2 separate regions of the Mus musculus genome follow, and region 2 is linked to region 1. The links are chromatin contacts, called in public promoter capture Hi-C maps. All regions are on one chromosome and are shown on one strand. The core of a region is the stretch at or near the end of the contact, and the rest is flanking DNA. Distances in the headings are between cores, read along the strand shown.

What was found. Promoter capture Hi-C pulls out the DNA fragments that hold promoters and counts their contacts.
Region 2: a promoter capture Hi-C map of embryonic stem cells shows a contact between it and region 1, with 2.2 times the contacts expected there. A contact is called at or near these places in 2 of 39 promoter capture datasets (embryonic stem cells and hippocampal neurons), 1 of 484 Hi-C or Micro-C datasets (double positive thymocytes) and 1 of 130 datasets of targeted methods (extraembryonic endoderm stem cells).

The regions. Positions count from the first base shown.
Region 1 is chr19:8,590,238-8,597,387 of GRCm38.p6, forward strand. It overlaps Slc22a8 (solute carrier family 22 (organic anion transporter), member 8), which reads left to right and starts at 2,945. Exons shown (of 11, transcript NM_001164635.1): 1 at 2,945-3,055; 2 at 3,646-4,002. The coding sequence starts at 3,670.
Region 2 is chr19:8,984,772-8,991,921 of GRCm38.p6, forward strand. Ahnak (AHNAK nucleoprotein (desmoyokin)) reads left to right here and starts at 4,513. Exons shown (of 5, transcript NM_009643.2): 1 at 4,513-4,658.

The DNA of each region.
Region 1 (7,150 bases), core at 1,695-4,194:
TTGCCAGGCTGGCTGCCCATAGCTGCGGCCTACCTGATCTGTACCCACTCAGAGGTTTACGGCAGAGACTTAGCATTTGCATCCCCTGTATGGTCACACATCTGACCACAGACAGCTGGTGGGATCCCTACTTCTCCTTGTTCAGATTCCCTTTTCGGGAGTTCCCCTGCCTCAGGGAATTTAGATTTAGAAAGGTGACAATGAGGCTGGAGATCCAGCCAGTGTTCCTTTGTGTTGATCCTCAATCCCCCCCCCACCCCCCCAGATGAGATGAGGACGACAGACAAGTCACACACCCCTGATGAGACCTGACAGGCAACAGAGGAACCTGAGCTCAGCTTCAGCTTAAAGGAGACTGAACGAATTTAGACAGAAATGAGAAAAAAAGAAGAAAAAGAAAGGAAGAAAACCTATTTCCATGTCCCAAATTAAAAATACATTGAATGTGTAAGATTTCTTAAGTACATAATTTCTTTAAAAAAAAAAAAGTCAATTTGAACACATTAAATTTAGGATCACAGCAGAGGCATCCCGGGACAGAAGACAACAAGAACAAGCGTGAGTAAAAAAGGTGATGGAGGAGCTCCTTTTGGCTACCATCTCTCTCTCCCGCTTTAGCTGGAGCACCAACTCTATTATATACTTGATGTAGAGATGTTGTGTACTCAATATACTATTAAATAAGAGGTTTCTGGTGCTTTGCTTTTTTTTTTTTTTTTTTTTTTCAAAGCCACTTTAACTAATGAAGAGAAGAGGCCCAGGGAAAGGTGATTTTACTGAAGGTCATACAAGTCCATCATGCGACAACCTTCAATAGCCTTGATCCAGGGATCAGGAACCCATGCACATCCGCTGGGGGCCGGGGGCGCTGCCCGGATACAGCGGCCCCTCACTGAGCTGTTGGGCTATGTATACTCTGGCTCAACCCCAGAAGCCTCAGGGAAATCACCAGGCGCCTTTAAACAACATCCCACTGGGACAGGAACAGACGGACAGCCCAGGCCAATTAGGAACTAGAAAAGAACATCTCTGTGAGGGTGAACACCCAGAACAGGGGGTTAGCTGCAGCAGCCCAGCTTGCTGCAAGCCTCCCAGTCAAAACCTTCCTAAAACAACCCTTTGGCGGCCTTGGAGTATAATTTAATCTTCCTTTGATGACTCCAGATTTCACCCTGCCTCAGGTCACTCGGAGAACATCAATAATTGCTGAGTCCAGGTGGTAAGCGAAGAGGAGGGGCTGGAACAGGGTTTGTCATCTGACCTTGCTTTGTGGTAGAGGGAAGAGCTGGCAGGCACTTCAGCAGGAGGATCCCAGGCCTAACTTGGAGGCTGGATGCCACCTTTAAGAAAAGGGCCCAGGAGACAGGAAACCTCAACCAGACAAAACAGAGAACCCCAAGTGGGCCATCTCTGATCCTGCCCACCCCACCCCACCCCACCTCCCCTGCATTGCAGGTGGAATGGGGCATCTCCGGGGGGGGGGGTCCCAGAAATGGTAATAGTCAGCTAAAAGCAAGCCAGTTGTGACTTAAAAGGCAGTGCAGGTTAAGCAACTTTGCTAAGAAAGAAGCAGACTTCATAGAAAACTCTGGTTCACACCAGAAGCACAAGTGAATGCTGGTGATCCTAGCAACTGAGAGGAGTCTAAAGCTTGAGGACTGCTGTGAGGCTTAAAGGCCAGGCTGAACTATATAGCGAGATCCTGACTCAAACACTCAAAGAGGAGAGGAGAGGGAAGAAGCAGAAGAGAGGGAGGGGAGAGGAAGGGAGGAAGGAAGAGGCGGAGGAAGGGGAGAGGGAGAGTGTGTGTGTCTGTGTGTGTGTGTGTCTGTGTGTGTGTGTCTGTGTGTGTGTGTGTGTGTGTGTGTCTGTGTGTGTGTCTGTGTGTGTGTGTGTCTGTGTGTGTGTGTGTCTGTGTGTGTGTGTGTCTGTGTGTGTGTGTCTGTGTGTGTGTGTCTGTGTGTGTGTCTGTGTGTGTCTGTGTATGTGTGTTTAGATGCTTAAGGGCAGAAATGGACTTGAAGCCACACCCCTGACCTACTTCCTGCTGGGGACCCTAAGCTAGTTACTTAACTTCTCCGTTTCCTAACTGACAGTCCTATCAGTAGGGCCTGCCATAAGTGTGTCAACCAAGTTTCCAGCTGACTGGTAGACCCTGTCTTAGACATGTCTGTAGGAGAAAAGTAACCACAAACCACAAGACTCCCTGCCCAAGCTGGCTCTTGGGTGAAACTGAATGTACTTAATTCAGTTTGTGTTGGCTTGTTAGAATTTCTGTTTTATACAAGAAATGCACATTATTAGGTAATTAAACCGTACTCATAGAAATAAGCAAAGCCATTGGGACTGCAGAGAGAAGCCAAAGAGCAGCCGGTGGCATAAGTCCACAGGTAGATGGGAGATGGTCACTTGTGTTTGAGACTCAGACAGGGATGGCCCTGGTGTTTCCAGGAGCCCAAGGCACGGTACCTCTGAGACCATAAGGACCAGTGCTTGGGCCTTTCTGTCTGAGTGTGTTCTAACATTCTCCATGAATCTACTCAGGAGCCGGGTATGAAAGATGATCCATTGCAGGAATGCTGCCTCCCATGTGCAGGAGCACCTCTCTTGCTGGTTGTTCTCCACTCCAGGTCCTCTGAACATCAGCTCAGAGGCACTCTGGACACGCAGACCTGAGTCCTTTTCCAGATTCTCGCTTAGGAAACATGCCCTGAGCCACTAAGCCCTTTGTCCAGCAAGCAGCCTCTAGGCTCAGCCACACTCCACTCCCCAGCCCCCTCTCCACCCTATCAACAGCCTTGGCTGAGGCAGCCCTTTCAGGAGAGCTGGGCTTGGTGGGTGCACAGCATTCCCCCTGCCGGATGTTAATCTTCCAAAGAAAGTCAAACATTAGCCCAGGAAACAGCTTATGCCTTATATAAGGCACCCCAGGGGAGACACAAACAGCTTGTTAGAGCTGAGCTGTCCTACTACAGCAGCTGCTGGACCCTAGGACAGAGCACGGGCAACTGCTGCATCCAGCTCCAGCCCAACTGAATCCAGCTCCAACCACCAGGTGAGACGGGATTGAAGACCCCCAAGTCTAGCACCCAAGAACACCCCAAAGCCAGGCTTCCTCACTGTAACGCTGTAATTGGTCAAACCCCTAAAGCCTTCAGGGACCTACTTGGATTCTTCTGATACTCCAGCACAGGGGACTCACCCCAGGGAACAGCAAGGAGGCTTGGAGCTTGAGCAGATCCTTCTTAGCCCACATGAAGCAATCGGAAATGTGTATTATCCTCTCTCTCACCCTCACCCACACCCCGCCTGGGCAACCAACATCCAAATCTGGACCTTTGGTCCCTACTATGTGGCCCTGTGCCTACACATCTACGACCTATAAGCACAGGGCCACATGCCTGCATTCACATGACCTTCAAGAGTGCAGTTTAGATGTGCACATAGCACTGCATCCACACTGGTATCCCATATCCCTCTCTGCAACTGTGTACATCTTTATGCATCCACACACCAGAACCCCAAATCTTTACACATGTAACTAGGTACATCTTCATGCATGTGATTCTATGATGCTCCACAGGCCTACATACAATTCACACACACATACACACACCTCTTCTTGGCCTGATGCCTTGCCTACAGTTTTGGTTCATCTTGCCTGGTGCCATGACCTTCTCCGAGATTCTGGACCGTGTTGGAAGCATGGGCCCCTTCCAGTACCTGCATGTGACCTTGCTGGCCCTCCCAATCCTCGGAATAGCCAACCACAACTTGCTACAGATCTTCACAGCCACCACCCCTGACCACCACTGTCGCCCGCCCCCCAACGCCTCTCTAGAGCCCTGGGTACTCCCCTTGGGCCCAAACGGGAAGCCTGAGAAGTGTCTCCGCTTCGTGCATCTGCCAAACGCCAGTCTTCCCAATGACACCCAGGGGGCCACCGAGCCATGCTTGGATGGCTGGATCTACAACAGCACCAGAGACACCATTGTGACAGAGGTATGTCTGGCACCCTCTCTCCTTCCACCTCACCTTAGGTACTTCCATATACCGTGCAGCACTTGTGGATAGAAAAAACACAGGGGCCTAGATTTCCTGGGATTGAAAGAATGGGAACTGGGCAAAGAGGAAGGATCCCAGTGCTAATGCACAAGAACTGAGTGGTTTGATTCGTTCATGCCCAAGCATTCCTTCAACAATCTATAGCGTGGTATTGAGCTCCAGTGATGCTGAGCTGTACAGTCTCTCCTCCTAGTAGGGTGTTATACAGCCTTGTGGAATAACTTGTTACCTCATGCTGTGCAGTGACCTTGGGCTGCAATCTTCCACCCTTGGACTGGTTATAGGGACAAGAAAAGAGTAGCTTGAGATGAAATCACTTCAAAGAAGCATCCCTGGAGCTGAGATTAGAACAGCAGGCAAGGGGTTAACTAGACTAGAAGAGGAGCATTCCATCCTGTGCAAAGCTTTGCGGGGCTGGGGGAGGGGTGGTGCAGGGAGGCTGGGTAGCAGAGGGATTTCACATTGCAAAGGTTGGAAGGCTCCTGGGTGGATCCAGAGGGTGTCAGTCACTCACATAAGTGTCTGTATGACCTTACTCCCCAGTCACCCTATGGAGTGGCTGATTCTCCTACCTATCATTTCCAGGAACTAGAGTTAAATCAAATCCTTCAATGAACTGACAGGCCAGTCAGGAGACTGTGACAGGAGGAAGATGAGGAACCTGGAAGTGGTGTTTGCTGAATGTCAGCTGCCTGCCTGACAAGTGCTGAGTGCTCTGCAGGGCTCTCCGGTGTATGGATGTGTACGGCTGTCTTCTTGCTGTTGAGGGTTAGGTGCTCAGACCCCAGGAAGAGAGGTGACTGTTCAGTGCCACTCAGTTTCAGAGCTGGATTTTAAAGCAAAATGCCCCTTAGTACAAAGTTCAAGGGAAGCTTTAGCCAAAAGATTTCAGGAAGGCTTCATAAAGAGGTAACCTGTTATCCCCACAAGTGCAGGATCCAAACACTGCTTCACTACCAGTTGCCACCCGATGAGTCTCAGCTTCCTGAAATCCCAGGAGTTCAGTCCCTTTATCTCCATTTCACAGATGAGGAAATAAAGGCTAACCCTGACTTTTTTCTGTGGGCAGAGGTAGGATTTGAATCCAAGACCATCTACACTGTCTATATAATTATCCATGTAGTTAACAAATATTTGTTCTCTATATAGCATTTATTATAGAGCAGACACTATTCTAAATGTCTGGCAAATGGTAACAGTTTTGAACCTTTTGACAGCTATAAAGTAATTAGTATTCAAACTCCATCTTTCAGATGGGGAGACTGAAACCCAGGGAGCTTACCAGCTTGCTCAAAGTCACACTGTGAGTAAGTGGGCTTAGATCTAAGTATGAGAGCTGTGCTTCTGAGGAGCCCATGTGTTACATCCATGTCTACTAGACCATACCTCTTCCCTGATACAGCCATTATTTTTCTCCTCTGTGCCAATCATGGTGTATCCAAAACATCAGGCACATTGGTGTTATGGTGCAGAATGCTGAGGCCTTAAAGGCAAAGAAGCCATGAGCTTTCCAGATGGTTGTCATCAGAGCAGACACGGGGACTCCATAGGGATCTGCACGCTTCCTGAAACAGGATTCACTGCTGTGTCCCCAGCACCTGGAATAATACCTTGCAAAGCAGGGGGAATAAATTTTTGTGGAAGGAATAAATGAATGTTCCACAATCTTAAGATTCTCAAAACCCAGCGAGGAGATTTCTAACCAGCACAGGGGTAGGAGGTCCTAGAGGACTTATTGGAGTCAGCTTTGCTTGCTTTGAATATAAAAGAGAAGAGAGAGGTAGGAAGTGAGTCTGAGTGGGCAGTGCACCCCGAATATGAAGCTTAGAATGTTAAACGCATAGTCACCAGCACATAAAGACTGAATAATAGAGACATGGAGGCAGGAGAGGGCAACAAGAGGGCCTGGTGTGATTTTTAAGGCAAAAATGTGGCCTCTCTAGAAGGGGACGAGGAGCCATGGATACAGTAATCTTTAAGAAAGAGTGTGGCAGGTTCAGGTGACCTTGTGAAGAGCCTCACTTTGTGGGACAGAGACTGGCCTGTAGAGAGTTTTAGTCTAGCAGTAGAGTAGCTCCAGGATGGAGGTAGCAGGTCGATGGAATGGCGGGTTTTGACAACAGAGAATAGGGAGTTGGACTCTGTGGGACCTGGTGGCTAACCAGATGTGGATGGTAAAGAGAGATAGGAAACGAAGGCATGTCCATAAGTTTCCCAATGGATGCATGACTTGCTATGCCATGAAAAAGAATAAAGGGCACCTTCCATCACTTCAAGAAACATAGAACCCAAGGAATAAACAGCCTAAAGGAAAGGTGGGCATGGTGCCGCAGGCGGGAGACTGAGGCAGCCTAGGCTACATACTTCCAGGTCACCCTGGAATATACAGGAAAATCCTGTCCTGGGAGTGGGGAGGAAGTAGAGAAGGAAGAACTGAAGAAAGAAAAGGGCAGGCTTACAAGGAAAAATGAGAAGGTCTCAGCAGAAACATGGTGTGTGAGTTCCTAGATAGCAGATTGGAATAGCTGCACACATGAATTCATTTAAATCCTCACAGCCCTCCGACTTCCACCTTGATTATCCTGTTTGCATAGATGAGGAAACAGAAAGACAGATCACTAGCCAAAGGGCCACATTTACACAGGGTTAAGCAGAGAATTCAAGTCTCTAAAGTAGGACTCCAGAGGCCATGCTTCCTAACACTACCAGGATCCATCCGTAACCCATGAGATTCACTGTCCACTCTGCACCCCGCTGAGGGAACTGGGTGGTCTGACTTGTCCACAGATGTTCAAACTCACCCTATAGTAACTCCTCCAGGACAGGGACAGTATCTCTTTGCCATCACAGGACTAGGTATTCAGTAAGTGCTTAAACAATGCTAAATAAGCTGGATAAGCTCCAGCTGCATCTACAGAGACACTGCTGACCACTGGGAAACAACTTCCTTTCCAGGTCACTCCTCAGGTGGGCTCCTGAGAGCCATGCCAAGAGCAGAGGTTAGGGGGCCTCATACCCAGTCAGGCTTCAGTTCACGCCTGTGCCAGCTGAATTTCCAGTCACCATTCCATTCCTTGAGATCATA
Region 2 (7,150 bases), core at 3,263-5,762, 400 kb after region 1:
GAATCGGGATGACTGGTGTGGGGCACCTCCGAAGGGTGATGCAGTGCCCCTCCTACAGCTGACCTGAACCCAGGCCATTCTAAAGTGTGTGCGTTTGAGAGAGACGCTTGCTCCTGCATCTGGTAGTGGGTGTGGGGTAGCAGAAAACAGACAGCTTTGCATTTTCTGAACAGGAACATTTTCTGGCAAGGAACTGAGAAGACAAGGTAAAGGGTTCTGAGCCATTCCTTCTGGGCTAAGTACCTGAAGGGCAGGGATTCCATCCTGCTGAGTTCCCTGTTACCTACTGACAAGTCCTTGGGCCCAGTGTTGGATGGATAATAATGTTTGTGCAGCTGCAACAAAGATCTGTAAGTAGAGGAATTGTTCCCTAGGGGCTGACAGTCTAGAGAAGGCTCTCGAGAGAGGCAAGACATTTGTATAAGGAGCAAGGGTTTTTGGATCCAGTTATATTAAGAAAGCATTCAGTAAATTAACATGCCACTGAGGGCTGGGGAATCTATCTTAGTGGTGGAGTGTTTGCCTAGCATGGATGAGACCCTGGCTTTGAACCCTAGCATTACAATAAATAACTCTTGGTTTTGAGCGATTGCTGAATGCCTGCCAGTGCCTCCCACCCACCCACCTAGAGCACATGCAGAGGGAAATCCCTTTAAGGAGTGTAGATGTGAGTGAGAATCTTTCCTTTGCCAGCTGTGTGACTTAAGGTAAATCAGCAACCCCTCTGAGGCTGTTTCCTTATCGAGGACCTCCTTCTCAGGGTATGTGAGAACTAAGTGAGCTAACCTGTGAAAATCTGCTGCAGAATCACATACAGTGGGCATCATGGTAGGGGTGAGATAAGGAGGGGTGGCGTGGGATGGGGATGGACTAGAATTTCCACTTAGAACACTGAAAAAATTGTTATGTGTGATTCTCTGAAGCAAAGGTCTCACTTTGTAGCACAGGCTGGCTTAGAACTATATAATCTAGGCTGGCCTGGAACTTGGTGATCCTCCTGCCTCACTCCATTGAGCACTTAGATTCGCAGTCATGGAACCAGCATCACACCTGTCTGAAAACTTGAAAACAACCCCTTCCTCTGGGCTGATTAGGAAACTTCATGTCTGGTTCCAATTGCACGATCATGATCTTCAAGGATTTTAAGGATGGACGTTATCCTTTCTCTGTTCTCTTAGCCTAGACTTGGACAGGAGCCAGTTCCCAGACCATGCCCTGACCAGGCAATCTTGACATCCTTAACCCTGAATGAAGCGTCTGGACAGAAATCCCTGTTCTGTAGCTCCAAAAGCCAGCCATGTCCTCCTGCCTTCTTCCCTGTTGACCAAGAGGGTGGCCAGAACAAACACTGGGGCAGATACAATTGGCTCAGAGCCCAGGAAGCTGTCCCTCTTGGAGATGCAGAGTGCGGCAAAGTTGAGGTGCCTGGTGCCCGCATCTCTTCATTTCCTTCTTACTCTCCTGTGCCAGCCTCCTTCCTCTAACACTCCTGCCTGGAATGCACCTTGCAGATACCCTGTGTCTTTGGGCTTGCATCACATCATAGTCACCTTCCTGAAAGCCTAGGAATAAATCAATTTCCACTTGAACATGCATCAGGAAACTTGTTCTTTCAAAAAATAAAATGAAGACCCCATCCCCCACCCCATGCACAAAGTTCCCACACCCCACACACAAAGTTTCTCTGTGTTAGCATCAGCTGTCCCGGACTCACTCTGTAGACCAGGCTGTCCTCAAACTTAGAGAGCCTCTTGCCTCTGCCACCTACTCTGTTGGTAATTGATTAACTGGTGACTTTTGGGGGGAGAGTGGGTAGAGAAAAAGGGAGAAATTTACATTTTTTTGAGACAAGGCATTATGTAGTCCAGGCTTACTTTAAACTCTTATGTAGCCAAGGTCACAGATGACCCTGACTCCTAGGTGTCTCGGTCAGACAGCCTCAGAGTGATAACCACACTAGGCAGAAGTTTGCTTTTTATGGTTCTGCCTCTCTATAGTGCTTAAATTTCAAGGACCGGGATGAAGCTCAATTGTACAGTGTTCATTTTTCACATAAGAGAAATTCCTATTACTCATACAAAACACCTACCAAATGCCCTGACCCATTACGGAGGCATTGATTTAATGTCAACAGGGATTACCTAGCTAGTAGGATTGCAGAGTACTTCATTTTATTCTTGGTCTATATTTAAGAGGTGAAATAAACGCTATTTATGTGTAGACAGGGTCTTACTATGTAGCCCAGGCTGGCCTCAAATTCAAAGTTTGCCAATCATTGCCTCTTGAGTGCTGAGATTAAAGGTATGTATCACCATTTCTGGCTCAATAAGTGTATGAGTACCCATCTAAAATGAATAAAATAAAATGTCCTCTTTTTTTTTTTTTTTTTTTCGAGATGGTTTCTCTGTATAGTCCTGGCTGTCCTGGAACTCACTCTGTAGACCAGGCTGGCCTTGAACTCAGAAATCTGCCTGCCTCTGCCTCCCCAGTTCTGAGATTAAAGGCGTGCGCCACCATGCCCCGTGAAATAAAATGTCTTGATATGGTGAAGACTTGTAATCTCAGCATTTGAGAGGCTAAGGCAGAATTGTTGTCATTTGAGGACAACCAAACCTATATCGTGAATTCCAGAACAGCCTGGGTTACACTGTAAGACCCTGGTTCAGTAAATCAGGACTGTGGGCTAGGGGATGACTTGTTCAGGTAGTTGCCACCAAACCTCATGACCTCTTTGATCCCAGTGGAAAGAGAGAAGAGACCCTCACAAGTCCCATGGCCTCCACATGATCATGCACACTAAGTAAAAGGAAAAAAAAAACATGACTGGCTCTTGAGTTTTATTTTTTGAAATGTGTTTTGGCCTGATCCTCACTTGGTATCTCTGGGTGGCCTGGAACTTACTGAGTTCACCGTAGGGAGTGTGCTGGGAAGGGAGTAGATTTGGAGGGGGGGGGCTGTTAAGCCAATTGACAGTGTGTTTGTGATGTCTAGTGGGTTTGAGGAGGGGCAGAGAAAGAGAGAGAGAGAGAGAGAGAGAGAGAGAGAGGAATGTTAGTAGCCAAGTCTCTGCTTTGCCTGTCTTTACATGTCCATGCCTGTCTGAATTTCTACCTACATTTCTCTCCACCCTGGTGTGTCCATTACATCTGTGTCTGTTCTCTGTCACTCCCTTCTGTTGTCTCCCTCCCCCCATCGCCTGTACCCTGTGTGGTAACTGGACCTGGACACAGCCCCCAGGGCTGGCAGCAGACTTGGCTGATATTTTTAGCCTGCAAACATGTTTGCCATTTCAGAGGACAGGGCAGGGCTGGTCTCAGCCCCAGCCCACTCATGATCTTGGAGCGAAGGTGCTCCTGCCTCAGGCCAAGGTCTCAGTTCTCCAGCTTGAGGCCTCTTGGGGCATTTGGGAAGGAAGGGAAACTGGAGTGGGCAGCTGGGTAGCCACCTGCCAGAGAGGGTAGAACTCAATAGGGAAGGAGAAAAAGGGAGGTGCGGAGGGGGGATGCAGCCAGAACATCTCTGCAACCCCATCATTAAGCATTTAATAAAATCCACATAGAGTTAGAAGTGGCTGTGGGAAATGGCTGTAAATTGGGGAGCGGAGCAACTTGCAAATGGAAATATGGGGGAGGAGCTGTGAGAGGCGCAGAAGGCCTGGGAATGCAAAGAAAGTGCTGGATCTTGGGTTCCTCAAGCTTACTGGGGCATAGTGGTTCATGCCTTTAGTCCCAGGGTGGCAGAGGCAGGGGAATCTGTAAGGCTGTCAGTTCTAGCCAGTTCTGTGATGGCCGGGCTACACAGTCTGTGCTCCCTCCCCCAAATAAAATACCCAAAAGGCATGGGGGACAGAGTTTACAGGAGAGAGTGAGTTGTTCCATGGTGCGTCCAACAGCTGCAGGCCTGACTGGTGTCGCTGCAATGAAGAACAGCACCGTGGTGTGGTGCATAGGTGACTCCATTCCTAGGGGTCGGATCTAAGTCTTAGAGTCAGTGTGTTTTGTAGAAGAGGAGAGAGCCTGAAGGCGAGGAACGGGGCGAGGCTGCAAGAAGCCTGGGAACTGGGAGAGGAGGCTGGGGCCTGGGATTAATGTATCTGAGCTTGAGAGAAAGCTCAAAGGTCTGTGTGGAGGCTGGAGGTCGAGGTTGAATCATCTGAGCTTCTTGGCTCTTCTGCAGACTAGGTTGACTCTGGATTCCGACTGTGAATCTGTGCCCCTGCGTGCTTCCAGGAATTTCTTGCCGGTGAACACACACACACTGTTTAAAATGGGGTGGGAAGATCCAGAGCCGGGACAGGAGCAATAGATGGGATAGGGGAGGGGAAAAGGCGACGCCTCCTCGTCCCTGAGCCCCCTCAACCTTCTCCCTTCACCGGCCCATTCCAGGGTGGCTTCAGTGTTAGTCGTGCTCTCGGGTCCTTGCCCTATTCGGGCCCCGCCCGGCCCCGCCCTCTCCCCACAGCTCCGGGCAGACCCGCCCGAGTTACAAGAGCCGCCTCCGCGCACGGGGGCCCGGCCACTTGGAGCAGCTCTGCCGCGGGGACTGCACTGTCCGCCCTGCCAGACCCGCCCCGACTGGGGCTCGCCGTCGCCAGCAGTCAGCACTGCGACCTCGGGCCCTTCGCCGGCTATGGCTGCGTCCTGGGGCTGAGCCCGCAGGTAGGGAAGCGGAGCGCTGGGCGGTAAGGTGTGGGGCCAGGGTTCGGGCGACCAGGGGAGAGAGGGACTCGGACAAGGTGCATTTGCGGTAGTGTCACTACGAGGGTTCCGACTGTTGGGAGCAAACCTGGCCGCTTGCGGCCGCCGGGGCAGGCGACGCGTCACGCTTCGGGAGTAAAGCTCTTTCTCCGGAGTTGGGGCCAAGTTTAACTAAGTTAGAAAATCGCTTCGAAGTGTGCTTTGCTGCGCTTTTAGTTTTTTCCCGCGGATGTATTGTCGTTCCAACTGCAGTGCAGGGCGTTCCTGATCTGGTGGTCCCTGACCGATTCCATCTCTTTGGGGCGGCGGCTCAGAGCGCTACTTGGTTCCTATACCATGTTTACTGGAGAAGTTTCCAAGAGCCCCATCGCCCCTCCCGCGCCCCTGCACCGCGTGCCCCCTCTGCTGTCTTTCGCGGCTCCCCACACCTCCATCTCGAACTTCGCGTCCGGATTCCCCTCGGCCCCACCCTGCTCTGTACCACCAGCCTCTCCCTTTCTGGCTCCTAGCGGCGACTTTAACAGCTCCCCTTCAACTGCCCCGCCCTAGTCTTGCCCCTCTGTGTTTCCAGATCCAGAAAACTCCCTTCTTTCTCCAGGGCGTCGGAGCCTGGAAGTTTGCAGCGTGCCTCCCTGTGGGATGGGTGGGAGTGGGAGGGGGGGTGGGGGACATAATTAGGGAGATTCCTGCGCTGGGTGGGCGGGGAGGGGGCTGTGCAATCGACACAGTCCCCAGAACCTCCCTTGCTCCTTCTAGGGGCGGTGCTTTCTCCCCACCCCACCCCACTCCCAAACTCGTCCGGGCGGGATGGCCCCCGCCCCAGCGCCTGGCTGGATTCCAGCAGCCTGAGGAATGTAGTGGTTGGAGCCGGTGACTAATTCAAACCAGAATTCGGGGGTGGGGGTGGGGGTGAGGGGCAAAGCGGAGGGGGAAAGAGGCCGTGTGTAGGCGGTGGGGGCCGGAGCGCAGGGCGTAGGTGAAGGACTTCCCTGCTCTCCTTTGGAACCCTTCACTTTTGCAGTGCGCGCCAGCGGAGAGGGCGGGGGGCAAGATCCTACTGTGGGGTTGGAAAGGCAACATGCTTAGGGTGTGTGCAGAGAGCTGTGTTATGTAAGGCTTTCCCATGCAGGGAGGGGATGTGCAGTGTGCGGGAGCCTGGGCCTCCTCTGGCTGGAGCCCCTTTCAGTGCCGAGGCAGATTTGGGGGACGCAGAACCTTGGTGGCGTTGGGTTGACATCAGGGCTAGCTGTACATGGCGATGAGCACTGAAGACTCTTGGGGTGACCCGGGGATATCCTACAAGTCAAATGGAGTGGAGCCTTGACAACGTAGTGTCCCTGGTATGTGTGTGTGTGTGTGTGTGTGTGTGTGTGTGTGTGTGTGTGTGCTTGCCTGCTCACTCTATTGTCACTTCTGCACAATGTGACCACAGAAGATTGTGCGCATGATGTCTGGGTTGGCACCCTGGTTTGGCAGGGTGTGGCCCTAGGCTGTCTCTGAGGACACACGTGTCCAGGGGTACTTGTCTCAATGTCCCTGTTCTGTGGAGGGGATTTGCAGAAAAGCTTCTGGAGGTAGTTGGGGGGATGGGGGTGGGGGATCCTTGGAAAGTGACCTGGAATTCCCAGGAGAAAAAGGACTCCCAACAAATGGTTTTGAAACAGTTTGCCCTTAAACTTTAGCAATGGCAGGAACCATCTTACTGTACCTAACGTATACTAGATGGGATGAATTCACAAGATCCAATGATTCATGTCCTCATATCAATGATACTGTCCTCATAGGTGACTGGGAGAGGGGAGGGCACACAGGAAGATGCTATGGGCAATGTGGGCAATGTTTAGGGCCTCTCCCCACACTGAGAATGGCTTAGGTGAGTAGAACTGTTTTGGTCCTGCCCTATTAGGGAAGTCTCTGGGGGTAGGGTGGGTCTCTTTTCCTTTTCCCAAGCTGAATGAACTAGTAGCTTCCTTTTCTTGAAAAACTATGGGGGTGTGGGGGAGGGCAGGCCTGTATCTGGTCTGTAGAGTGTGCAGATTGTGCAGTAGAAGGGAACCCCTCATTTAAGGGCCACTTCCTCGGCCTGAGCTGAGTTATGGGGCAAGGGGAGTGTGGGAAAGGAACTGGGAACAAGGGAGCTGATCTAGTAAAGGACTGGAGGGGGGCGTAGGGATGACATCTGGAAGATGTCTGAACTCCTTTCTAAAGCTCTTGTCCCTAAGAGATTATGCAAAGGGACATTGTGAAGAGAACCAGGACATTCAGAGAGACAGGCACGTGAGTCATCCAAGACTTAGTGCTAATGGTTTGGAAGTCAGCAGTGATACCCTGAGGGTCTTGGCCTAGCACTCCACAGCTCCAAGTCCAGAAAAGGACAAGAGAGAGAAAGAGTAGACCGGGGAGCTCACTTCAGGCCTAGAGAGGCTCTGCTTAGAGGTTCAGAGCCCTACAGG